Regions from separate parts of the Zea mays genome. Here all the other regions are linked to region 1. The links are chromatin contacts, called in public Hi-C maps. All regions are on one chromosome and are shown on one strand. The core of a region is the stretch at or near the end of the contact, and the rest is flanking DNA. Distances in the headings are between cores, read along the strand shown.

Region 1 (3,978 bases), core at 523-3,022:
TTTAACTGCTCATGGCTCATGGCGTGAAGGAAAATATATAATTTTTGTTTTGTTTTGTGGTCGCTAGGAGTACCAAATTTGCTTAGCAGGCCGAAATCCCAGAGCCTATTTACGTGGGCCGAATTCCGGAGCCCATTAACGTAAATTTCAGCCCGTTAGGGTTTGAGAAGCTAACCTAACAAACCGCTGGGCAAACAGTCACTCACTCACGACGGCTATAAATTGCTCCCCCGGCCCCTCGGCTTCAGAACCAGCAAAGCCGCCGCCGCCCCGCCGTCATCGTTCCTTTTGTTTTCTGTTATCATCCCCTTCTCGCCAGATTGGATTTCTTATTGCTGCGCTGCTCGTTTCTTTCGATTTTGATCTGATAGTTTGGCGTCGATGTTGTTGTCCACTCTTGCGGTTGGCTTCGTCATCTGGTCGCTGGGATTTTCGGTCTCTGACCGTTTGGTTCCCAGTGGACTCGTTCCCTTGAAGCAAAATCACCTGTTGTAACCTGAGTTCGCTTTCAACCTGTGCCCTCGGAGTTTGCTGGCGCCGCAGGGCACGCCGCGATCCTTACATACATTATCACCATCAAACGAGAACCGCTTCGAATCCTCGATTACGTGCCTCCATTCTTCGGCACTCTAGACTATGATTTTGTTTTGTGTAGGCTAGAATGCAAGTTTTGTGGGTCGTGCTGGCAACGGTGATGAGTCCTACAGACCTGTAATGACTCCTGCGGAGATGATCGCATGGTCTAAGAACATCTAAGGGACTGAGTTGTCTTCTTGTAGTCATCCAGCGCTAGGTTTTTTTAGTTTGCTCTTTTATTTTAGTCAGTGAGTAGTTGCAGAGCCCTGTTATTATGTGAGTAGGCTTCTCTTGACTCCATTGTGCGTATTAGCCTTTATGGTTTGTGGGCAGCGTCTAAATGGGAAGCATAAACGATTGTTCCTCTCGCTATCCGGCGCGGAGTTTTTTGATGCGATTGGACGTCGAGGAACGACACTTTGTATTTTTTTCATGCTGTATATCAGATTGTTGAAACTTTTCACCGAGGAGCTTCGATGCTAGCAAAACGGCAAATTGCTTTTTGTTACTATTATTTGCACAGACCAAACACCGAACCGAGCAGACCTATTATGCATGATGGTCCCCACTCATGAAATGAATTGGTTCTCCCTCTGTTTGTTTAGTTAAAAAAATATATTATTGAACGATAAAAATTCGAGAACAGTATATATTTATAATTGCACAATTCTTCTGATAAATTATTGGACACTGATCAAACTTTCCTTGATGGCCGCATATATATCTTTCGGTCCAATGAGTGGTCCATGAGCTTTTACTTACACTAACAAATAACAGAGAATTTCACGGCGTTGCCAATTTTTTAGTAACGAATCAATCATGTTTAAAATCATATACACTCGCGGAATTTAGAGGTTCCTCACCAACAAAATGCCGTACGCTTGTGCCCTGCGTAAGTGGGTTCACGCATGACGTAATTCGCATCTGCCACTGGCGTCGGCTAAAGTCGTGGATCTAGAATGGTCTATGCAGTTGCGACGGAACGGATGGAGGAAAAAATGAACCACGATTTCTCTTCAGTTCTTTCCTTGCGTGCACGGCTGCTCGTCAATTCGGCTGCCGAAATTATCCCGTTGCCTTCTGGTTCCCACGACAAAAGCGGCATTACCCCGGTCGCTTTATAAATTGGACTTTCTTACTTTCGGCACGGCCACCGGACAGCTCCCCACAAAACCGTCAGTTCTCTTTTCCCCTGTAAATCGCAAATTCGTCTTCCCTGCCCATCTATCGCTTGGACACCTCTGCAAGGGAGCACATGGCTCTCGAGAAGGCCAAGGAGATCATCGCGTCCTCCCCGGTCGACCTAGCTCTCCGAAAGGCCAAGGAGACCGTCGCCTCCCACCCCGTCGTCGTCTTCAGGTTCTGCTCGTCAAATCTATTTGTTTCCAAGTACCGCACTTGCAAAAGCAGGTCAAGCTTCGAATTGGGCCATCTGCTACATAGTAGACGATGATACATGAGCTATCCGGTAGCAGGTTCCTTTTCTCCCTTCCAAATTCGCAGCTGGCTGGACAGAAGGAACTTTGTTTTGGGCGGATAAGGAAATCGGTTGCCTCAACTTTGTGCCGGAGACTGAATATAGTACTTTTGCAGTAATTATATATTTGGTACTGCCCCTTATAATTACATGTTTCCTCGTTTGGACTGTTCTTGAAGGGAATCCTATAGTTGCTGGAAACGTATTCTCTCGCCGAGCCTCCTTACGGATGCACCGGATTTAGGGACTATCTAGATGTATATCTAAGGACCAAAAATTGACACATATTTTATGCCACACTTTTAGCAGCCATTGACAAGTATATATATGTAGTAGTAGAAAAATCTTACCATAATTATGGCCGATCAAATCTGTCTAACCCCTTGAACGTGGTAAACCGTTGCAAGTAAAGCAGCGAACCAAACAACTGTACTCATATAAGCATGGAGGTTATGTGAGCATGCAATATGTTACGAAAGGGGCTCTATCGTAATGATCAAGGCTTCCGAGTAGAACATCTAGGTTCCATTCCCCTCTGGTATGAAATATGAGCCAAAGTGTAGTGCTCAGTGCAGTTACAGGTGTTGGCTATTTGTGCTAGCTTGTTGCCCACCCATTCTTGGTCTCTCATTTCTTTTATAGACCAAGGAGAAGGGAGGCCATGATATACAAATCTAGGGTCGGACCAAACTGGGGATGCCCTGCCTTGTCGCATTGTTTGTTGTTCTCCAGCATACTTGCTAGCCAAAGGACCTCTTTGGTTGTCATTGTCTCCTGTCTCGTTATAGTAGCCATGGCATAGCCATGCATGCCATGCTGATGTGCCTTGTCCTGTTTTGCAGCGTGTTCATGTTCATCCTCCAACATATGGAGTGGTTGAACCATGGTTAGATTTTGTACAGGTGAGCACGCCTGTTCGTACCTTTTCTGGAATGTTCATTGAGACTTAGTGTTAGAGCCAATATGCTGGCGTACCAGCTCTCGTGATATCATTTGAACCACATAGTTGTGCCAAAGTCTACTTGTTATTAGTACAACCTCGTGAATTTTGATCTCGAGGGGATAGGTGCAACCCCGACCCCTAGATCTGGTGAGGTGGACTTACCGGTCGTGGTTTTGTACTGCGACTCCTCAGTCAGAGGTCGGACGAGATGGAGACCAAGGGTCAGGCGGTTGGGCGTCCTTCTCTTGGTCCCTTGGGGCCTTGGGTCATCCAAGGCGGAAACACGAGATGGGATGACATGTTATTCTAGGTCCATGATAACTTGACCCTAACAACAGTAGACTCAAAATTTGTAGACTGAGAATAGCCTTGATGAATTATTAATGTATTATCACTGCAGATTCATTATGATGAATTGAAGTGCTAGAGATGCTCATGAGTGTGAAATCAATGTACAATTTTTGTCGTATGATTACATTAATAGAAATGATAATTACCGTTCATTGTTTGTATAAGGATTCCCTTATGTTCTAATCTTATATAATCTTACACTGTACAGAATGAATCGTCCTTTATTCTTGGGAAATTTGGATCCATACCATTAAAAGATCACCACTTTGGATCCATACCATTACTATCTCACTTACATGTGGGTCCACATGAGTCAATGACATGTGGGGTCCATGGTATATATCTAAAGTTTGGATCTTTTAATGGTATAGATCCAATTGTTCCTTTATTCTTTTATTCTTTGTATATAAAATACCTTATGTTGTAGTAATCTCATGAACACAGCAAAACTTACTGTCCTTTCTGCACCCGAGTGAAACAATTGCTAGCAAAGTTGGGGGCAAGTTACAAGGCTATTGAGTTGGATGTGGAAAGTGAGTTTTCTCTCCTTGATTTTACCGTACTTCTTTATTTCTGGTTCACTTATTTACTTCACAAGTAGTTAACTCCCAAATCTCAATGGACATAAAAT
Region 2 (3,978 bases), core at 1,087-3,586, 220 kb after region 1:
GGCCAGACCACGTGTCGCGCGCAGATTCCGCGGCCGACCGTTGGCTCGGCCGACCGTTGGCTCACCGGACAGTCCGGTGCACACCCGACAGTCCGGTGAGTTTTAGCCGTACGTCGTCGGCAAATTCCCGAGAGCGGCGTCTTCAGGTCGAGGCAGCCTGGCGCACCGGACACTGTCCGGTGCACCACCGGACAGTCCGGTGCCCCAGACCGAAACAGTCTGTTGGCTGTACACAGCCAACAATCTCCTTTTCTTCTTCTCTATGTTTCTAACACTTAGACAAATATATTAGTACACAAAACCAATGTACTAAGGCTTAGAAACATACCTTTACTTGTGATTTGCACTTTGTTCATCCATGGGCATGGATTCACATTTAAGCACTTGTGTTTGCACTCAATCACCAAAATACTTAGAAATGGCCCAAAGGCACATTTCCCTTTCACATCCACTATTTTAAACTTCACTTTACAACGTGTCAAACAGTGTCATGTCATCTACAGTTCCATATATCCTAATTTACACGATCTACCGAAGACATATTCCAGATTGGTTTCAAAGCAAAATGCACGTAGTAGTTCAACGAACTATGACCACCCATGATTCCCGGCACTGCGAACAGTTGTAAACAAAAAAAATGGCTGTCAATGTTGTCATGGTTGCTCTTATCAGCGCTGACCACATCGTGTTCGAAGCACACATGCAAGCAGCATGCCTCGTGCCATGATTCGGTCCAAAGTGCCGAACTTTTCGGCCAACATTTACTCCCATGTCTCCGATAGGTAGGTATCTCTGCAACTGCCAACCGTGAACTGTGTACCAAACCCAACCCAGAATGCATATACGTTGGTACATCACAATCCGTGGAGGAACTGAATCGAGAACCATTTGTGACAATGAGCGTGGTGGGACGGTCCGGCCACCCGTAGGCGTAGAGAGTCACGAGTAGATCGAATCAGGCCGTTAAAATTTCTATTTTCTCACGTGTTTATCCTTCTAATCTCGCAGGAAGTTGTTAGAGAACGTATAGGAACGGATCTAGACCCCTATATATTTGAAGAGGTACGGTTGAAGGACCAACAATAGATGAATCAATCAAATTACCTTCTGTTATTTACATTTTGCCCTAGGAGTAGACAATAATTTAGATTTCTCTCTCTAAACTTCACATCTCCATCATTTAGAGGCATCTTGAGTGATCCGCCGATCCTAAGGCACGCCCTAGAAACCCTCCTCCCCGACAGGGTCCCTCCTATGAGCGAGATTCAGGCGTGTCAGCAAACTCCGCCGCTCATGCTCATGCGCATGCGCGGACCGTTCGAACACCAAACGTGAACCATTCGACTCGTCAGACAGGACCCGTAGCCTCTACGTCAGGTCATAGACCGTCCAGCCCCTGATCGTGGACCATCCGCACCTCCACAGAAGGCACCGACGATAATTCTCATTGTAGTGATTGGCGCCCGGATCTGCAACAACAGACTGCTTTACATCGTTGTACATCCACCGTGTGCTAGATGCTAGATAGTAGTTGTACCAATTAAAAACTCGGTCCACTAATGGCGTACGTGCATGCATGGAAGAAACCACAGTGTCGTCCCGGCCGGTCGTCTGATGGCATCGAAATTGTTCTCCCGTTGCCGGGCGCGAAGATAGGCGGTCACATCTGGACTGGATGGACGTGCAGGAAGGGGAAGAAAGAAGGCAACAACTCAAGAAGCAAGCAGTGTAGCAACTCTCCGTACATATTAGTATATTGCAGCCGTTCGGTAGCTCTGAACATAAACAATCAAATCGGGTAAAGGGGTGTTGGTACCAACTCGATCCTAAAACTATTGGTGTGAGATCGTACGTGCACATCAAAATCACACGAGGTATCAAAGTACGCGTAGACGTAGGTAAGCGTTGCAATCGATCGATCAGGAATCTGCGCGGTTCAGATGCCGGAGTACCAACCACGTTGACCCGTCGTGATCTATCGTGGGGGGATCAAGGTGGTTAAGGTGAGGCGGAGAACAATATATAGTAGTAGAGATTTGTGGAGGGAAATAAATACTGGCTTGCTCAATAATAATATACGTACACACGTTAGTTAATCTGCATTGATCTTCCAAATATTCCGGGAACCATCCCCGAGACCGAGAGCGATACGGATCCGCTGCCCATATTCCTGTGAGCCGCGAACGATGCAGGCACGAGGAGTCCCCGGCACCAGAATGGCCATTTGCTGCTCATTGTTCTCTAACCTTTTGGCCATCACCGGTGCCACACAATGGCTGTGCGTGTCTGATGGACGCAGAGTGCTTTTGGGGGCATCTGGGCCATATATCGCTGGAGGCTGGAGGAGAGGGACCGATGGAGACGTAGACGCGACGGCACAAAGGGCACCTGACCTGGCACTAGCAGTGCTAGTGGTGAGAATATGGGCCTGTTTTTTTTACACCACTAGAATGGTACGAAATACAGAAGTCTAAAGTAAGGACCGACGCGGAATAATATGGGTCGGACTACCATTATCTGAAGACGGGTCTAGGCCGGGTCTCAAATTTTGGCCTGTCAGGCTCCCGGCACGGACTAGATGGGCCGGGCTTGTACCAGCACAGCCTAATGAAGCCTAAGTTGTTTAGTTTTTTTAATTTAGTAAGCTACCGACTTTATATTGTTGTGATATTTAGAATTTATGTGGTCAAATGATGCTAGGATTGTTTAATATATTTAATTTAGTAAGCTATAAACTTTATGTGGTTGTAGTATTTTGATTTTATGTGGCCAAATATATAGACCAGACTTAGACCAGCAAGTCCCAACAAAGACACGGCGTGGTTTAGAACCAGACTAGTTCACTGTTTTTTATACTTCGAGCTAAGACAACACATGGTCCATTTTTTTAGGATTTCCTGGTGTGAACTTATTTGACACGAAGCACGAATCCCACACTAGCCAGTGCAGTGCGAGGGCATGCATGCGTTCAGTTTGCGGGCTCATTTCTTTGTATGTCATAAAACCTTCTCTCTTTTCTTTTCTTTTTAATTTTTTTGGCTGTCGCATAAAAGAAACACTTGTATAGTAGCCTCTTAAACACAGATAAAACTCAAACAAAAATCTCGTCAAGACTGGCTTCGGGCATGGATTAGTGGGCAGGGGCAGCTATATGTGGTGAGCTAGCCAAGTAGAGCTCGAGTCGACTGTCGGCTGCTGCTTTGTGGTGGCTGCCCAAAAAAGTGGCAAGACCTTTATGTCATGCAGTGGGAGTGGGATCCTTTGGGCCTTTGGGGTAAGTTTACAAAAGTCCGTTAAAAGTTGCATCGATCAGGTAGCTTTATTTGGCAGGGGGCTCTTGTTGGATTGGATGGGGGTCTAACCTTTGGTAATTATTATCGTTGGTCGTCGAATGGGTCGACGTCAAAGTAAGAGCCACAATTATGCGCATGGATGATTAGTATATTAGGTTTGACCCAAGCACAAGGATACCACCGTATACTCCCTCCGGTTTCCTATTAGTTGTCGTTTAGGACAACGACACGGTCTCCAAAATATAACTTTGATCAATGTTTTTTTGTTAAAATACAAATGAACTCTTAATACATTTATATTTTTATAAAAGTACTTTTTATGACAAATTGACGCATATAAATATTAGGTTCCAAAACTAAATAACAAAATAGTTATTTGTAGTCAAAATTTTATAAGTTTGACTCAAACCTTATCCAAAACGACAACTAATAGGAAACCGGAGGGAGTACGTAGTAGTAGACTAGTAGTAGGAACGTTTTCTTATATTTTTGTGTTCATTTCATCTCATTAGCAAGTTGTCTAATTAATGCCACACGTTTCCCACGTGCACCTTCACTTCATTTTGTATCATCCCCAGCGGCCGGCCCGACCGAATCCATTGTATTTCTGTGGTCGAACAGTGGATCCGCGTTGCGCCACTTCTTTGTTCCATTGTCAGTGTTTGGTTTGAAATCAAAGTAGGAT
Region 3 (3,978 bases), core at 828-3,327, 180 kb after region 1:
TACTCAGTTTTATAGATTCAAATCATAATAAAATATGTGTATCGGAAAGTAATTCCTGCCGCTGCCTGTTTAAGAAAACCCACCAGGATAGCATTTATCAAAGGAGTATAAGTAAGCAAAAGGTCAAATCAACCACCATCACAACAACTAACCCAGCATTTTCTATTGACTTGGTACTAACACATGGTACAGTTCCAACCCATAGATGTATAAGAAAACACGCAAACATACATGATCCAAATATTTATTATTGGTCACAATTTGCGGCGCATTCCAGAAAACTCAGCGTCTCCAGATAAACAGAAAAAAAAATCAAACTTGCATCCTTGCCACTAAAATTTGACCCAACCACACATCGCTTGTTGGTTTGCCAAAAATGTCAACTTTGGAGACATAAAACAAACTAGGCTTTTCAAAGGTGATTATGCAGGCCTCACATGAGATAATTTATTGTTTAATTTCTACCGTTTTAGTCTTTACATTTGACCAGGACAAGCAAATTTTGATCTGTCGAGTGCATAAATGTCAACCCTATGGCAGGTTGCTGGTCAAATAGGGGCCATTCCTAACACGATCGTAACCAAGTCACTGGCATACCCCATTAAACAAAAAAGGTGAAGTTACAAATAAAGGCACCCATGCCTCAACTGAACCACACAAAGATTATATATCACGAAAAAATTAGATTTCCATTAAAGTACTCACGCACTTGCCATGACAACTGTTTAGAGGACTGTACTTTAAAAAACGGACGATTGCAAAATTATTAGTAATTGCTATTCCAATTAATAATGGACAGCAACCCAAGCTGGAACTTAAAACTATATAAAAAAATAAAGGTTAGTAAAGGGTCGAAGATGATACACGTGAACACAATGGTAAGTTGGCAGGTTGGTGGTCAGCAAAGGAGCCAAGTTTCCCTTTCGGGGAGGAGCAAGTTGAGGCAGTAGAAAAAAAAGAAGCTTACGTTAAGCTATGCATATCACACAGGACAAAGCAAGCGGCATTGACCCGTCTCAAAGCGCCTCGAAGGATATCTAGGCAAACTAGCAAACTGACTGCGACATCCCAAAAATCTCTGGAACTGAGATCAGAGAAGAGAAAGAAATAGGAGATTATGTGCATCAGAAGAGAACAAGGTTATATAAGAAAGTAGCATGGATCCGAATATTCACAATAGAAAGTGGCATCATCTTACAAAGATGCATGATGCATCTACTTTGGATGTGTTCTCGTGGGAAAAAAAAATGGGGAAAAGTTAAACCGGGTCTTTGTCATGAACCCATGCTCCCGCGAGCAAACCCGCAGGAACAGTACGAGATAATTTCGACTCGAGGACATAGTAACAAATGCCAGATAATCCAAGCTAGGAGGCGCAGCTTAAGACAAAGGCACGGCGTTAAAAAAATCAGATGCATACAATAAATGCTGGAGGCGAGCAGGAGCATCCAAACCAAGCCGCCCCATCAAATCATCCAAAATTTGCCGACCAGGAGAACACCGCATCTGGAGACAAATGGTTCACAGGCGATGAGGTGAAGCCACATTGCTCCAAACCGCACCCAGCTCCAACTAAAAAACCCCAGGCGGTAGGCAAGCCGGCCTCTCAGCACACCTCCGACATCCACATATAGGCTCCCCCAAGTCGCCAGCGAACCAAGCGCAAACCTTAACTCGGAAATGACGGAATATAGTAGCGCGGGGAAGGGGGGAAGAAAATGGGCCTCACCTTGGAGGACTTGCCTCCGGACTTGGACCTCCGCAGCGCGCCGGTCCCCGGCGCGGCCGGCGTGTTGGGCGCCGATGCGTGCGCCGCCGCTGTAGAGTCGAGGGAGAGCGCATCCGAGGCGCGGCGCTCGCTGGCGCCGTCCTCGCGGTCGCCGGCGACGGCGGGGAGGCGCACACAGAGGCTGGCGCCCAGCGCCCTCTTGGCCTTCCTCCACACCCCCTCCATTGCTCGCCGCTCTCCGGCACCCACGCGGCCGCAGATTCGTGTAATGAATGAGCTCGAACCTTGGATTGTTGGAGGAATGAGAGCAGCAGCACTAGTAGAGGGAGATTGCGAGGAGGATGGGGATGGAGAGGGGGAGAGGAGAAAGCCGGTTTTGAAGGGGGCGCGGAGCCGCCATTGCAGAGCGCTGGCGGCGGTGGGTTGGGCTGGGTTGCGGCGGGGTGCGCCTTTTGGTTTGACCTCTGTGCTGCGGAGAGAGACAGGCTGGGGGGCAAGTGGAGGAGTAGGAGGCGGAGGGGGGGGTTTGACTACTAGCCTAGTGAGAGAAATAAATGAAGGAAATGAAAGGAGAAATGGTAATAACAGTAGGGCTTTGGGAGCAGTGCTGGTTTTTGGTTTTTACGCGGGAGGAAATGGTTTTGGTCACCGGTTGGTGGCGGCCTACTTCTTCCGGTCATAACTCATCAATGCAACGAATTGGCAAGTGCCAACTGGTCCATCCACAGTTCCTCACCCACTCAAAATGTTGCCAAGGGCCAAGGTCAAGAAAGTAAGCAACCGAAGCCTCTAATCGAGGTCATTTGTTTTTCGTGTTTTGTCATGTGTGGCAGGATGATTCTGACCGACGACACGTGTTGCGATAATGACTTCAAAAGTTTTGTTTAACCAGTAGCTAATCTGTCGCATTATCAACGGTTATGTTTCTCTTATCTACTTTTATCGATTTTTTACAGATAGCTCTGCAAACTCGTGTGGTTCGACAAAAAAATTAATAGGATTCTCTGTTTTGCGCGTCCTAGCAACAACATAGTTAAATGAGTATCGCTAAATGATTGGCAGCTTCCAAAATACTATTATAGCTTGTCGCCTCAACGGTAGTGCAAACCATTTTTCCTCTTAATCCGTAAGTGAGCACCTACTAACTATCATCCTCATACTCGTATAAATTTCACTCCACGAATAGTAGTCTGCAGAAAAGTAAAAAAAAACAGTATTTTAGTTAAACTATGAATAAACTGTTGTACACAATTACCCCAAAAATAAATTGTACTCTTTTCGTCCTAAAATAAAATTAGTTTTACTTTTTTAGTTGATTCATACAATAATTAATGTATTTGTTTTATATATGTGTCTAGATTCATCATCATTTATTTAAATTTGGACAAAAAATTTAAATCTAAAACTACTGATAATATGGACAGAGGGGTACAGAATAACGTGGACATCCAAGGTGATTTCATGTGAGCAATGACATGCGTTTCTCTCTGGCCATAGCATTTCCAGATCTACTTTTAACTTCTACTTCCTACACCCTAAATTATATATTTTAGCATTTCTAGACATAACTATATATCTAGCTATATATAACCTATATCTATATGCATAACTAAAGCTATGAATTTAGAAGAAACAAAATATCTTATAATTAAGAAATAATTTTGAAAATGAGAACAATTTTCTTTTTTCTCAACCAAATGTCATAGTAATGAAACAAAAATAGAAATATATGTTACTAAACTCCGGTCAATCTCCAAAATAACTTTTAATGTTGGGTGCATAATGGGTACCTCTGGAAAATAACAATAGTAGTATGACATAGTTATTTCGTTTTAACTTATAACGGAGCGCAAGGTAAAAATGAGGTATGGCTGTGGAGAACAAAAAAAAGTGAAAGAAATGCTGCACTAGGGAAGTTTTGAACTTAGAATCTATGGCACACACATGTTACACAGTAACCACTACACTACATATCTAATTTAGCTATGTTTGACGCCATAGTACGACATAATGAGTGCTCCGCCACTGCTTATAACCTTCTCCCCTCTCAAAAGTGTTGGAGGAGAAGGGTGGTGTTAAGTTCATTATATTTGAATGTCGTGTCAAGCAAGCATTTGATACATAACCATTCAATTTCATGTAAGGAAAAAATATAACACCACATAAAAGCCATTGTTTGAGCATAAGTAAGCTTTAGGCGATTGATAATCGAACTCAATGATCAAACAATTTGGGATATAAAAACAGAG

Evidence for each region. A called contact is a pair of places that touch in the nucleus more often than the background predicts.
Region 2: a contact with region 1 is called in a Hi-C map of leaf, with 7 times the contacts expected there. The contact joins the enhancer-like site here to the promoter of LOC100303864 in region 1. A contact is called at or near these places in 2 of 25 Hi-C or Micro-C datasets (endosperm and leaf).
Region 3: a contact with region 1 is called in a Hi-C map of leaf, with 4 times the contacts expected there. The contact joins the promoter of LOC100281657 here to the promoter of LOC100303864 in region 1. A contact is called at or near these places in 4 of 25 Hi-C or Micro-C datasets (ear, endosperm and leaf).

The regions. Positions count from the first base shown.
Region 1 is chr5:189,088,165-189,092,142 of Zm-B73-REFERENCE-NAM-5.0, forward strand. LOC100303864 (Grx_C2.1 - glutaredoxin subgroup I) reads left to right here and starts at 1,773. Exons shown (of 4, transcript NM_001165476.2): 1 at 1,773-1,935; 2 at 3,792-3,880. The coding sequence starts at 1,832. LOC111589368 (small nucleolar RNA SNORD25) reads left to right here and starts at 685; the gene lies at 685-770. LOC111589475 (small nucleolar RNA snoR136) reads left to right here and starts at 858; the gene lies at 858-996.
Region 2 is chr5:189,311,730-189,315,707 of Zm-B73-REFERENCE-NAM-5.0, forward strand. No RefSeq gene overlaps it. Among protein-coding and RNA genes, the nearest start is that of LOC111589351, 11 kb to the right of the region's middle. Within about 2 kb of position 2,337, at least 17 of the 20 cell types and tissues checked have an H3K27ac peak or open chromatin away from gene starts, as enhancers often do. A contact at or near this core is called in endosperm and leaf, where this site is marked.
Region 3 is chr5:189,270,403-189,274,380 of Zm-B73-REFERENCE-NAM-5.0, forward strand. LOC100281657 (protein binding protein) reads right to left here and starts at 2,078. Exons shown (of 2, transcript NM_001154576.1): 1 at 1,730-2,078. The coding sequence starts at 1,954.